2 separate regions of the Danio rerio genome follow, and region 1 is linked to region 2. Evidence: chromatin contacts called from public Hi-C data. All regions are on one chromosome and are shown on one strand. The core of a region is the stretch at or near the end of the contact, and the rest is flanking DNA. Distances in the headings are between cores, read along the strand shown.

Evidence for each region. A called contact is a pair of places that touch in the nucleus more often than the background predicts.
Region 1: a contact with region 2 is called in a Hi-C map of hematopoietic stem cells, with 2.0 times the contacts expected there. The contact joins the promoter of cd74b here to the promoter of cnot6a in region 2. A contact is called at or near these places in 1 of 18 Hi-C or Micro-C datasets (hematopoietic stem cells) and 1 of 4 datasets of contacts at active chromatin or transcription factors (embryo).

The regions. Positions count from the first base shown.
Region 1 is chr21:36,126,336-36,132,899 of GRCz12tu, reverse strand. cd74b (CD74 molecule, major histocompatibility complex, class II invariant chain b) reads right to left here and starts at 3,044. Exons shown (of 6, transcript NM_131372.2): 1 at 2,929-3,044; 2 at 2,124-2,284; 3 at 1,632-1,711; 4 at 1,002-1,029; 5 at 700-912. The coding sequence starts at 2,999. rps14 (ribosomal protein S14) reads right to left here. Exons shown (of 5, transcript NM_200026.1): 3 at 4,542-4,703; 4 at 4,353-4,429; 5 at 4,168-4,273. The coding sequence ends at 4,206.
Region 2 is chr21:35,463,800-35,470,817 of GRCz12tu, reverse strand. It overlaps cnot6a (CCR4-NOT transcription complex, subunit 6a), which reads left to right and starts at 4,239. Exons shown (of 12, transcript NM_212660.2): 1 at 4,239-4,332; 2 at 5,737-5,858. The coding sequence starts at 5,747. The region is part of intron 2 of LOC141380027 (a long non-coding RNA gene); the gene reads left to right.

The DNA.
Region 1 (6,564 bases), core at 1,795-4,294, 660 kb before region 2:
ATTTAACAAAAAAAAAAAAGATCAAAAGTCTGATTAGCAGTGCCAGATTAGGCGGTTTTTAATTTGATTGTGCTCCATTCAGTTAGTAGTGACCAGTGCATATTGCAAATCATGTGGAGCCCATTCGCAAAAGCGGGTGAAGGAATGTTGTATTTAAATCTAACTCGCCCTTGCGTGCAGGCTCATCACGCAGTGCCAGCAGTTTATTGCAGCGGTTTAATTATAACACTTCTATCGATACTTTTTTCAGTGACAGCAAGAACAAAAATACAAGAGTTGTCTGATTGACAAACAGCACCTTATTATGTTCAAAAGAGTTCAAAATGCTAAATGAGACAAATGTATACCCCATTTCGAAATTAAAACAAACTCTTGTAGGTAGTGTAATCTACACAACAATAAGTGCAGTGTGTAGGTGAGAGGGAGGCAGTGTTTCGATGTGATCCATTTATATTGTGGTTTTGTGACTGCTGGTATTGGTTGCTGTACTGTTAAAAATGAAGACAGTTAAAGTTAAACTAGGTTCACTTTGATTTAAATAAAATAAAATTAAATATTTATCTAATATTTTGGGTGGTGGTTTGGGCGGGTTTTGGACAGCTTTTCAGCTAGAAAAAGTTGACCATCTGGCAACACTGCATAATTAAATCTGGCACCAACATAATTTACATCAGTATAACACAAATACTCGGCTCATACCGGAATTAAGGGCCCAACACTGAGCGGGGCCTTCCTTCAGAGTGTCAGGAATCTCAACGCCGTTCTTGTCCACACACCAGCAGAAGTCAGTCTGTTCCCAGCACTGCTGTGACAGGTAATCTCCATTCTCGTTACACCTTGGCTTGAAGGACGGCAGGAGACTCTTGACCTCCCCTGCAGCCTCCTTCTGGCACTGGGTTAGAACTTTGGGCTCTGGGTGACAGAAATGACAGGTGTGTGTGAGAGCAAAAAATACAAATTTGTGAAGATCTAAATGTGATGATTTGACTCAATCTTGATACCTGGTTTGGGAGATGAGGGAGGAGAATCCTGAAATACAGAGCACATTGGCATACATCAGAACTGTAGAAGATGGGATTTATGTGCTGACGTTTTTAAATTTGGACATGCTGTCATCATTTACTCACCCTTCACTTGTTTTAAACCCGTCTGAGTTTCTTTTGTTAAACACCATTTATTGAAGAATGTTGAAAAACAGTATTTTTTTCTACCATGAATGCCAATGGCTGCTGGTATCCAATTATGTTATGTTTATGTTTGGTGTTCAACAACAAAAAAAGAAACTCAATGGTTTAGAACATGGGTGTTCAAACTCAGTCCTGGAGGGCTGGTGTCCTGCAGACTTTAGCTCCAACTGGCCTCAACACACCTGCAGGGATGTTTCTAGAAAGCCTAGGATCTTGATTATCTAGCCCTGGTGCGCCTCCTCCTTGGGCTTGGAACTATACTCTGTAGGAAACTGGCCCTCCAGGACTGAATTTGGACACCCCTGGTTAAGAACAACTTCATGGAGCGTAAATGGTATATTTTCATTCTTTAGTTAAAATTGATTTGAATTACTAACTCAATCCTGACACCATGTGTCCACCAAGCAGTATTACACCACTTTCAAGAAAGGAAATAAGCTTTACCTTGTTCTCTTTGGTGTCATCCTCATACTTCAGAGCAAGAGAGCTCATGGGGAGATGCATCTTTAGCGGGGCTCGCATGGCTGCACAAAACAGTTATAAAGTCACTATTATTACACTTTCATTTGAGGACATGTTTATTAGTATATTAAAGGCATAGTTCACCCAAAAATGTATATATTTAGCCTACTCATCTTTTAATCATTATAAAGTGTTTCCAAACCTTGACAAGTTTCTCTTGTTCTGTTGAGCACAAAAACTGTTTTGAAACCAGCAGCCGTTGACATCCATAGTCAGAAAAAAATGGCTACAGGTTTCCGTCATTCTTCAAAATATCTTCTTTTGTGTTCAACAGAAGAACGAAACGAACAAGTGAAGGGGGAGAAAATGTTTAATGAACCGTGACTTTAAGGATGATTTTTAAAAGTATAATTTTTATATTCTTAAAGATTGAAATGAGATTGAAATGGACAGTGCGTGCTATGGTTTTCTGACCAGATTTACGGCTGATCTCATGCAGGCGGTCTCCTCGTCTCTCCAGGGTGTTGAGCTGCTCTTTATGACTGTAGGCCATGTAAGCAGTGAAGGCCTGACCTGCGATCAGTATCCCAGCCAGCAGAGTCACTCCTGCTACCTTCAGAGCCTGATTCTTATTTCTGTTAGATAACAGATCAGTTTATTCATCCTATAAAAAATCGCTGTGTCCGAAAGTGGGTAGATCATCATGTTATATTATTTTAAAATTATTTAATATTCATTTTAAAATAAGCAAATATATATATATATATATATATATATATATATATATATATATATATATATATATATATATATATATATATATATAGTTTTATTTTTCACAAATACATTTTTGAAAATATATATTAACATTTAAGATAATTTCTAACGTTTCAAACTGTTTAACATGCAATTTTTCAACATTACGTAACTAATTTTACACAAGGGTATTTTAGGTGTCCATCCACAACCTATTTTAATGTTGAACATTTATTTTCTTGACTTTGAAAAACATTTAGAAATGTATTTTCAGTTACAAAATTTAAGGTAAAAATATATATTAGATTTTTTTTACCGTATGGGAACGCAAATCTGAAGGCACTACGCATCTTTTTTACATTTATTTATTACTAACAAAATTTAAATTTTACATTATATAAATGTGCTGCTTATGATGACATTAAAATCAACTAAAATGCTTTTTATACACAACATAACACAATTTAATTATAAACGGTAGAATGTTTTGTTTACATGATCTTATATAAAATAACTTTCTCACCTTGGCTGAGGTCCCATGTTAACTGAAGATTGGTCACTTATTAGTGGTGTCTCGTTTCCCTCGCTAGACATTTTTGATCAAAAGTCTGAAAAACTTATCTTGATAAGGGATTTTCCTAAACTCACTGTGATGTAAAAATTTGAGAAATGAGAGTCCAGTGAAGAGACTCACTGCAGAAAGCTCGACTTTAGCGATTATTGATTGGATGAGGCGGGCTGCGTCATCAGTTGTCAGACAACAGTAGAGTTGAAAGCGCTCGTTCACATCTCTCGCCTATTCCTAAACGCATACCGAGTGAAAATTACAAAGTACTTTCTTGAACTTTAACAATGTTTTTGTCAGTCATTTTCGGTTTTGAGTTTTCCAACACAATAGAGAGGCTACTTTGATATTCGCCGGTGTTCATTAAAGTGATAGACAGTGACTCATTATAAAAGATGCTCTTTAAGGTCACAATCACCACTGAAAATGTAAACATTTTATTACTTGTTTAAAGACTAAAAATGCAAAGCTTCAAGTAAAATTTTACTGTCAAAAAGCTTCACAAAAAGTATTTCAACTGAGAATTGCCTTTTAACTTGCAGAAAGAAATTAAACTCTCCTATTGTTTAGAATGGAGGCCTATTTTATGATGCTTTTCCTTTCAGTTCCATTTTACAAAGCAAACCATGCTCAATCCGAAACAAGACAACTTTATGACTTTATGAAATAAACTACTAAAGAAACAGCACTATTAAATATGCGAGTACATTTTTTACTTTAAGTTTTGCTTAATAGGCGATGCTACTTTAAAAGCAGTAAATAAATGGTCAGAATCAAGCAGTGGGTTGTGTAAACGCCCCTAAAGAAGAGATGACAATATTTACCATTGTTTAATGCGGCCTTAAACTAGAGTCTGATTTTTATCTTTTATTTTGTCTCAATACAATATTTTGCTAATTGTTTGCATTCAATTCGCTAAATTACCAGCAGAAAAAAAAAAAGATTTTAACACCAGCATTTGTGAAGGTCAAAACACTTTCTACAAAGAGGAAATGAATAATTCAGGCTTGATCTCAATGAGGATGTTTTCTTGGTATTCCCCTAGTGTCCATTTGGTTTCAGAAGAAGTTTCACATTAACAATAAACCGGTTAGACATGATCAATCATCTTACAGGAAATCAAACAACTTCAAAACTCCAAACCAGAGCTTTCACCAGTGCAAATCACATGATCGTTAAAGACGACAGGAGGCAAAATATTATTTGACACTTTATTCTGAAAAATATCCAATAGATTACAGACGACGTCCACGACGACCTCCCTTTCTGCGGGTGCTGTCTGATGGAATGGGGGTGACGTCCTCTGCAAACAACAAAGCCAGTCAATTAAACATGAAAAGTGACCAGAGACCAGGCTTCACTGAGTTCTGGACTCAACATACCGATACGACCAATCTTCATGCCGGAACGAGCTAGAGCCCTGAGGGCAGACTGTGCCCCTGGTCCAGGAGTCTTGGTTCTAAAGGTGGGGGAAAAACAGCATGTAAGGTTCATGCATAATCCCTACAAACTTTCCTTTAAGCATTTTGATTCAAAATAAATAAAAAATCCACATGGTCTCGGAACCTCACCTGTTTCCACCAGTGGCCCTCAGCTTGATGTGCAGAGCAGTGATGCCCAGCTCTTTGCACTTTTGAGCCACATCCTGAGCTGCCAACATAGCAGCATAAGGAGAAGACTCATCTCTGTCGGCCTTCACCTTCATCCCACCAGTCACACGGCAAATTGTTTCTCTGAAGAAACAAAGAAAACACTTCAGAAGACAAAGAGCACCACAATGAGCTGACATCACCTGATAATAAAACTGTTTACCCGAAAATGAAAAAGGTCAACATTGCTCAGCCCTGAAGTTTAGTTGAAGCAGGGTTGCGAGTAGCAAACAAGCCTGAAAAACTGATCAGGTTGTTTAATTATGGTGGAAGCTAAACTCTGCTATATCACCGATGTCCAAGTTTTCATATTCATAATGATTATGCAAAAAAAAAAAAAAAAAAAAACTTTACTATAAAACAATGCAAAGGTTATGAAGTAATGTCCTTTCTGCTCAAAATGATTATGCATTTATGTAATAAACTGAAAATACATTACTTATAAATTATCAATCATTTTTGATTAGCATTTTGTGGCTTTTTCAGATTGACTCATTTGAATGCAGTTTTGCCTCGTATTCTTTTAAAATTAGAAATTCTATTTTAAAGTACAACATTGGCAACCATTACAACAATGACAAAAATAAAAGCCAATGGTTAGTTACAAAAAAAGCATAGTTATGAAAACAACAATAAAACAATTACAAAGTAAAACAATTACCAATCCTATGGCCTTTCAAATACTTAGAAAAAAAAAAGTGTTGATTATGAAAACGTAAGAAGTTGTGATACAAGTTAACTTCAGCATCCCATTCTAAAAGTGTAACGCACAAGATGCTACAAAAATTGGATAAAATGCAGCAAACATGTCCATCATACTCAGAGGGGAAAATGGAAATGCATTGTCTAATAAATACTATTTCAACATTTTATAATATTTTAATAATTTCATAATAGCTGAACATAGGGTATTTAAAACCTTTTACGGCCCAAGCTGTTTTTTTACATGCATTTTTTTATGTCTTTGCTATTTGGGCTTATTGGAACCCATTTAGAATAAAATCTAAGTATCATCTTTTATACTTTTAAAGAAATTTCCATATATGTGGACTCTAGGTTTAAATTTCCATAAAACACAATAAAGTCACCTTTTTTTTGCCTTCATTTACTAAACTTTCCACTTTATTTAAAGTTTGGAATAAGCCTTTCATTATCCAGATGATTACTTACAGTATTTTATTCACGTTGTAGTTAAGTCACATGTATATAAACATTTATCTCAATTATTTGCAACACTAAGTCATCAAGCACAATGTGTACCATTGTAAAATACATTTTCTTCAAATCCAAGTATGTTATGTTGTGACTTGACAAGTAAATGATTTGTTTGGTTAGATTAAGTAGCTAAATAAGAACGCACTAATAATAATGATGATAAAAACCTTAATCCTAAGTATAATGGCAGTACACACTCAGAGCCCCAACAACACCGTGACGGTTAAAAGGATTTTCTCATTCTCACAGCGTAAGTGGTTTCTATTTCTGCGACATCACGAATTGAACAACAGCATTAACTACCATGACAATGACCACCACAGGAGATGATTATGTGCTTTTAGGTTTTAATGAGTTGGAATGTCATTTTATTTGACATTTATTACTATACTGAAAGATGATGGTTTACCTTCCTGATCTTGAATATCTAGCAATGTTTAAAAATTACACAACTGCAACTTGAGCAAACAAACATCAGTCATTCATCACATGCTTTTAATAATGTTAAAGATGTTTAACATGTATTAATTCATATATAAGCTACAATGTTATCATTTGGTTGCCAGTGCAGTGAATTTTTGCAATTCTAAATGGCTCTGGTTTGTAAACTTTTCTGTTGCGTTGTAAAAAAAAAAAATTTATGAACTACTCTGAAAAGCCCTAAAGCTCGGCAGCCGAAGTATGTGTATTGGGTGTATGAAATTATGACCACTGTAACATCTTAAAGTCA
Region 2 (7,018 bases), core at 2,990-5,489:
AAAGCTCAGATCACCTCAAGACTGGTTTCTTGAAGATTAAACTTGAGTTTACTAAACTAAAATGGCCCAGTCACCAGTTTTTTAAAACATTTAATCTGGATCAAATTGGTCCAGATTTGGAAATTCCAGGTTTTGCTCTCCTGTATTAACTGATCTATCTTAATTTATGACAGTTTTTTTAAAGGAACATTGAGTTGGATGACTGTGATCCAAAACCAAATTTCAGGATTACCAAAATCATGTTTACCAGAACCTTAAATGCAGCCAACAGTGTAGCCTACTGGCTTAGCTAAGAACAACAGGCAAAATAGGTCACAAACAGCCAGTGGTGTAAAGTAACAAATTAAGATTATTCACGTTATTGTAATTAAGTAGTTTTTCTCAGAAATTGTGATTTACTATGTAGTTTTAAAAATGTGTACTTTTACTTTGCCTTGAGTACATTTTTAGCGCTGAATTGGTATTTTTACTCCTTCAATCTGCAGTCACTACTTTATTTTTTCATGTGGATAAAAAATAAGTCCTGGGATTCCTTTCCAATCTAATCACATCATAACGAATACCTCAAGACATGGGCGATTTATAATTGCAGCAAACTGTTTGGAAGCAGTAAAAGTGCCAAATAAGATGTTGAAAATTTTAACACACATTGACATAGAGACTGTTTAGATGCATGTCACTGATGAGAAGATGACGGATGTTTACTGTATGATGACCGAAATGGCTTTAAACACCTAACAGGCACAAGACATCAACATGAGTCAGTGTCCAACATCCAACCTGAAATCAACCAAATATCAACGTCTAATACTAAAGTCTAAATTACAGCTTGACGTTGTGTGGACGTTCCCACTATGACGTCTACCAGATGTTGGATTTTGGCTGCCATACCAAATAAATAAATGCCACGTCAATATGATGTTGGTTTAAGATGTTGGCTCAATGTTGGATTTTGGTCACTTTCTAACACAACCTAAAATCAACCAAATATCAACGTCATTTGATGTTTTTGTTGGACATCAAAATAATGTTGTCCTTAAACGCTGACGAGACATTGAATTTTGATCATATATCACACCATAAATCTAACCTAATATAAACGTCTTATGATGTTGTGTGCCTGGTGGGCATTAACTAAATGCACTACAGAATGTTAGTTTACACACATCCACAAATTACTTGTAAATACATCAGCCTTTAACAGCGTAAAAATCACTACTCATAACTCTTGAGTCATTTTAAAAGGTCATTCTTTTTATTCATACTTTGATTAATATTTACAACAATATGCTGTAAATGCTTGAGCATGCTTTTTCAGGACTCCACCACAGCAAACAGCTTTAATGGTAAGAAACAGAAACTCTGCAATTAACAAAAAGTTTACATTTTTTTTGGATGATATTTTTAACGTCTGGAGAAAGTGTTATTTATTTATTGTGGCTAAAATAAAAGCAGTAAAAAAAACAAAACAAAAACAAATTTATTTCAAAATTATTAGCCCATTTAGGCTATTTACATTTTTTAATGGTCAACAGAACAAGCCATCGTTATACAATAACTTCCCTAATTACTCTAACCTGCCTAGTTAATCTAATTAACCTAGATAAGCCTTTTAAATATCACTTTAAGCTGCATAGAAGTGTCTTTAAAAATATCTTTATTATTTACTGTCATCATGGCAAAGATACAATAAATCAGTTATTAGAAATGAGTTATTAAAACTATTATGATTAGAAATGTGTTAAATAAATCTGGTCTCCGTTAAACAGAAACTGGGGGAAAAATAAATAGAGGGGATAATAATTCATGGGGGCTATTAATTCTAACTTCAACTGTATATCAGTTACTATTAAGTTTGTAATCATTCACTTTAAAAATAAACCAATTTTTATTTTTTTTAGTTCATTTGATTAAAAAAAATGTTTGTTTGTTTGTTTGCTTGTTTGTTTGTTTTGTATCAAATAGTTCCCAATCTGAGTCCAACGTTTTTAATAATGTATAGGATTGCATGGTGTAAACTTAATTCAAAATCCCTTTGTTACTTTTGAAAAACCCATTTCCAAGATTTGATCCAATCTGTGATCCAACATTTTTAAAAACCTGGGCGCAAATCTCAATCAAAAGATCACCTTTAAGGTGGCAGCAACAACTGTGATGCTAGCATGTCAATAAAAAAAGAAGAGAATGTTTACAGCGGCTTCGATGACTGTATATATATTAAATTAAAGTTGTAATAAAGTTTAGTGAATCAGGGGCCCCAAGAAATTCCAGCTATGTGGCCCAACAGTCCTAATAAGCACCGTTTTTTTTATTTGAATTGTTTTATTTTTATTTTGGTGTCTATTTTTTTTTTTTATCACATAACTTTGTATCTTAAGGCTATACTTTTGAAAGAATAGAAACTAAAATCTGAAATCTTTATCTGATTTGATTGCTGGACTAATCCCCACTCAAGAAAATATTCTGGCTGGTTGTTCAAACTGATTCTTTAAAATGAGCTTAATCAACACAGTTTTTGAGGTTTTTTTTTTTTTTGTGGTGGGGGGGGGGTGTACAACTTAATAGTTTTATGTTTAAAAAAAGAGTTAGGTTAATCAATTAGTGTTGGGACAACATGAAGGAATAGATTATTTTCACATTTCTGGGTTTATCAGTGGACTTCTTCATTAGGTAAACTTGGAGCGCAGTGAACGGAAGAGTACAACAAATATTTTTTTACAACCCTATTTGCTGAAATAATAAAAATTTCATGACTTTCAGAAACAAGAAAAAAATTGTGTGAGACCTCAGCTAGAGAATGAATAACATCAAATTTACTCTCAGCCCCATAGATGCTGTATCAAAGATGATATAATACATTCATAACTACATATAAATGTTCATATGATTTTAAAAATCCAAATATTAAAAACTGTCAAGGATTTTTAAATTATGATGACTGTTAAACACATCATAACAGTCTCGTGAAAAGGATGTATTGGTTGTTTACAAGGATTCTCCATAGCTGTAATGGCTTTATAATGTCCAGACTGTTTTCTGCCCTACACCAACTTTACCCCTCAAAGGAAATTTTTCTTCATTTTTTTGTTAGGAAATCGGAGTAAACGCCACCTGCTATGAACTGGACACTGCTTTAGTCTTTTTTTTTTTTCTTAAATTTTAATAATTGTGATAAATTATTTGTAAAAATACATTGTTTCATTGTGAAATTTCTCCAACTTCATATCTATACTGCACAATAATCCTGCTGGAACTGTAATAGACCTGTCGGATTGTAACTTCTGTGGAAATAATTCCTCCATAAATTTTATTTCCTTCATAAAATTCATGCAGTTTTTCCTACAGAAAAATGAGCTGACAATCCTGTAGGAAATCTGCATAATTAATATCTTGTAAAAAATGGTCCACTGTGTGGAACCCAGCTTTTTTACAGTGCATAATTTGAGTGGGGGATTTTTTTTGTTGGACCCCATACAAAACATGATAGAATTTTTTTTATTTAATTAATCAAGAAACATAAATATATTTGTTGGGCCCCCCAGATTTCGAGATCCTCGAGGGCTGGTGTCCCTGCAGAGTTTTGTTCCAACACTAGTCAAACACACCTGAACAAACTAATCAGTGTCTTCAAGATCACTAGAAATCTATAAGCAGATGTGTTTGATTAGAGTTGGAGCTATACTGTGCAGGGCACCGGCCCTCCAGGACCAAGTTTGCCCTATTCTATGTGATCATGCACAGCTCTATGATGCCATCCAGTGTTTATCGAATAAAACTGCAGTGCATCAACGCTTGAAAAAAAATATAATTATATATATAAAAACAAGAAGCCCTTTGGAATCTCGTTGCTAGGGAAATCAATCATGAACACACTAAAATCATGCAATAACAAAATACTATTCTAATATAATACAATATAATATAAATGTAAGTTGACTACATATTTTGAAATATTTTAATTTGTAATTTCATAACAAACCATGTTTTTGTCGCCTCTTGAACTCAACATTATCATTAAAATATATTTTAGCACGTTAAAATCAAACTGCATCTTTGTTTTACTTTACTTGTCAACATCCGCAAAATTGACCTATTTTTGTGGCTCCTGTTTTTGGCCTGCCTCGCTGGCGTAAACAGCCTGAAGGCGTCAAGCAGACAGACGAACCAATCAGATCGCTCGTTTCAGGCGTAGCCAATGAGAGGAGCTCTTCTTATCGCGCCCTGAAACTCTCACGGCCGCCATGATGCTTGTTTGCTTTCAGTGAGAAAGAGCAGCGGATCAGAAACAAAGGAAACGCGCACTCGTCTTTGTGAACTGGTATGAGCTTACAGGTAAAACCAACACGCTTTTGAATCATTTTCAAAAGCATCTTGTGGCGTTTAAACAACGGAGCATGTTTCCCTTCCTGTTGCTATACGTCGCGGTTCATATTGGTGTAGTTTTGTGAATGTATAATCGCAGTTAGCCAGTTAGCCAACATGCTAATTTGCTCAATCTGAATAGAGGAAATGATGGATCGATATGAATGTGATTATTTCGTTTCAACGATCTACTCGTGCGTACGTGTTTTAAAAACTAAGATAAAATTATCAATCATGCGATTTTCTGTTAAGATGTGTTGTTGATTATATAAGCAGCCTGCTGTGTCCGTAGGGAAGCTACATAAGCTAACACAAAAATCCAATTTAAATACACAAACACAATAAAACTTGTTTATGGTTTACTTTGATGTTCCATGAAATGAACACAGCACTAATGCACATCCAAGTAAACCAGTGTACATGTATGAAAGGCCTCTCTTATAATCGCTCACATTGTAGGGGTCCAATCAAACTAATTCACTTCAGCAAATGTGCGACAATGCCATTTTACAATGCCAAGCCACTCAGTTTTCTAATTAACGTTACGTGCACTTAATTGACTTGTTACGGCGTCTTGCAGCCAGGTTGCATTTATCAGCATGGATTTAACTCGCACAGCTAGCAGTCCTGCCTCTGTAACGTGGCTCTGGGAAATAAACACGAGGTGGTAGTGGTGTTTTTGTTTGGGTTGCGTTGCACAGCAATGATGAAAGACCAAAAACGACTCGCAACTTGCCTGTGGGTTTACTGATTAGTTAGCGATTAACGCTGCAGTTATGTAATGGAAATATACTGGCACGGCGTGTTTATTCGGAATGCTCTCAGCTGCACCTTTTGTTTTTGGGGATTTGTAACACGAGTCGGCTTTCTGTACCACGCCTCGTTAGTTTTTCATACTCACAATTGGTTTTAAATCCATATTCTCATAAGAATCACCCCTAAAATGCCAACTCCTCGCGCATTGCCTTGCTGACGTTAGTTGCTAATTTCTGACACGACTCAGCAGCGAGCTGTCATCTTATGTCCTGTTTTTAAAATGAATGCTAACAAGCAAAAATAGCCGTTTTAATCTTGTTTTTTGAGTGCTTTTATGCAAATTTAAGCATCGGGGTGACGTTGAGTGGCGTGTGTGTCTGTTATCCACGTAATGGAAAAATCCCTTCAGCTATTGATCCTGGAATTGCTTTTGTGCCTTTCTGCTCCTTTTACACGCTAAGGCCCTTTAAAGTCATTTTTACTAATCATCTCACCTGTTCTTTACACACTTACACCCACTCTTTCATGAACAGCCCGTGTTTGACGTTCATCCCATATGCTGTGCATTTCCCCATAACCATGCTGTGGAGTGAAAGTGATCTATGTTTTGTGTTTCAGTATTACAGGGATGCCCAAGGAAAAATATGATCCGCCTGACCCAAGGCGGATGTACACGATAATGTCCAGCGAGGAGGCGGCCAATGGAAAGAAGTCAACTTGGGCAGAGCTGGAGATTGTTGGTAAAGTTTGGGGGTTCTTTTTGGTGGGCCTGGTTTACTTTCTTCAAAAAAAGTTTTTTAAAGTGGATTTTGTTTTGGTTGTAGCTAATGTTGCATCTTTTTTGAAATCTTATACATTTAACCACCTTTTTATTGTATTTTTTTTTTTTTTAATTTTGGCTTTAGACTTCTGGTCTCATTCACTTCCATTTATTTTTAGATGTTAAAAACGGCTTGCAGAGTTGCTTGACGTTGCAAACTGATGTTTTCTTATTCTATTATTCTGCTTTGTCTGTATAGAAATGAATACTTGTTTGTAGAGCAAGTAGTTTGACCATTCTTTGTTGTTTATTATTCCTAGTCATTTTTCCCATAGGCGACTTAATTGGAAGTTTTAAAACAATCGCAAAAATGAGCACATTGAAAAATAAGTTAAATAAATGCTGCCTTTCAAATTAATGTTTAAGATTTCTTCATTGACTGCAGGAAATGCATTTCTATTGATGAATGTATCTATAATATTGCTTGGGGCATTTTTTTAAATGTTAAAATCAGGTATGTCAGTTTTAGGCTTGGGTCGGTATCGTGGAATTGTTAATACTTCTCTAAAATAAATTATTTTTTAATGTCTGAAAAGAAAAAAAACACCTTTTTTTCCCATTTAATGCAATTTCGTTATTTTAAGAAACATTTATAAAATTTTCTGTGTGGAGTTTACATTTTCTCCCTGCGTTCACGTGGGCATTCTCTGGTTGCTCCGATTTTTCCCTCAGAGTCCAAAAATATGCGGTACAGATGAATTAGGTAGGTTAAATTGTCCATACTGTATGAGTGTGAATGAGTGTGTGTGGATGTTTCCCAGAGATGGGTTGCGGCTGGAAGGGCATCCGCTGCGTATAAACGTACTGGATAAGTTGGCGGTTCATTCCACTATGGCGACCCCGGATTAATAAAGGGACTAAGCTGAAAAGAAAATGAATGAATGAATTTATAATATTTTGTAACCGCTAACATGTCAGGCTAAATAGTGAAAATAAATCATTGACTTCTACTCTGTTCATTTGTTTCAAAAACACAGATTTCTTTACAACACATAAAAATACTTTAAAAAAAAAACCTTACATATACCTTGAGAACAGAACAGATATTTTTAGTGGTATTAAAACCTTGACTTGACCAAA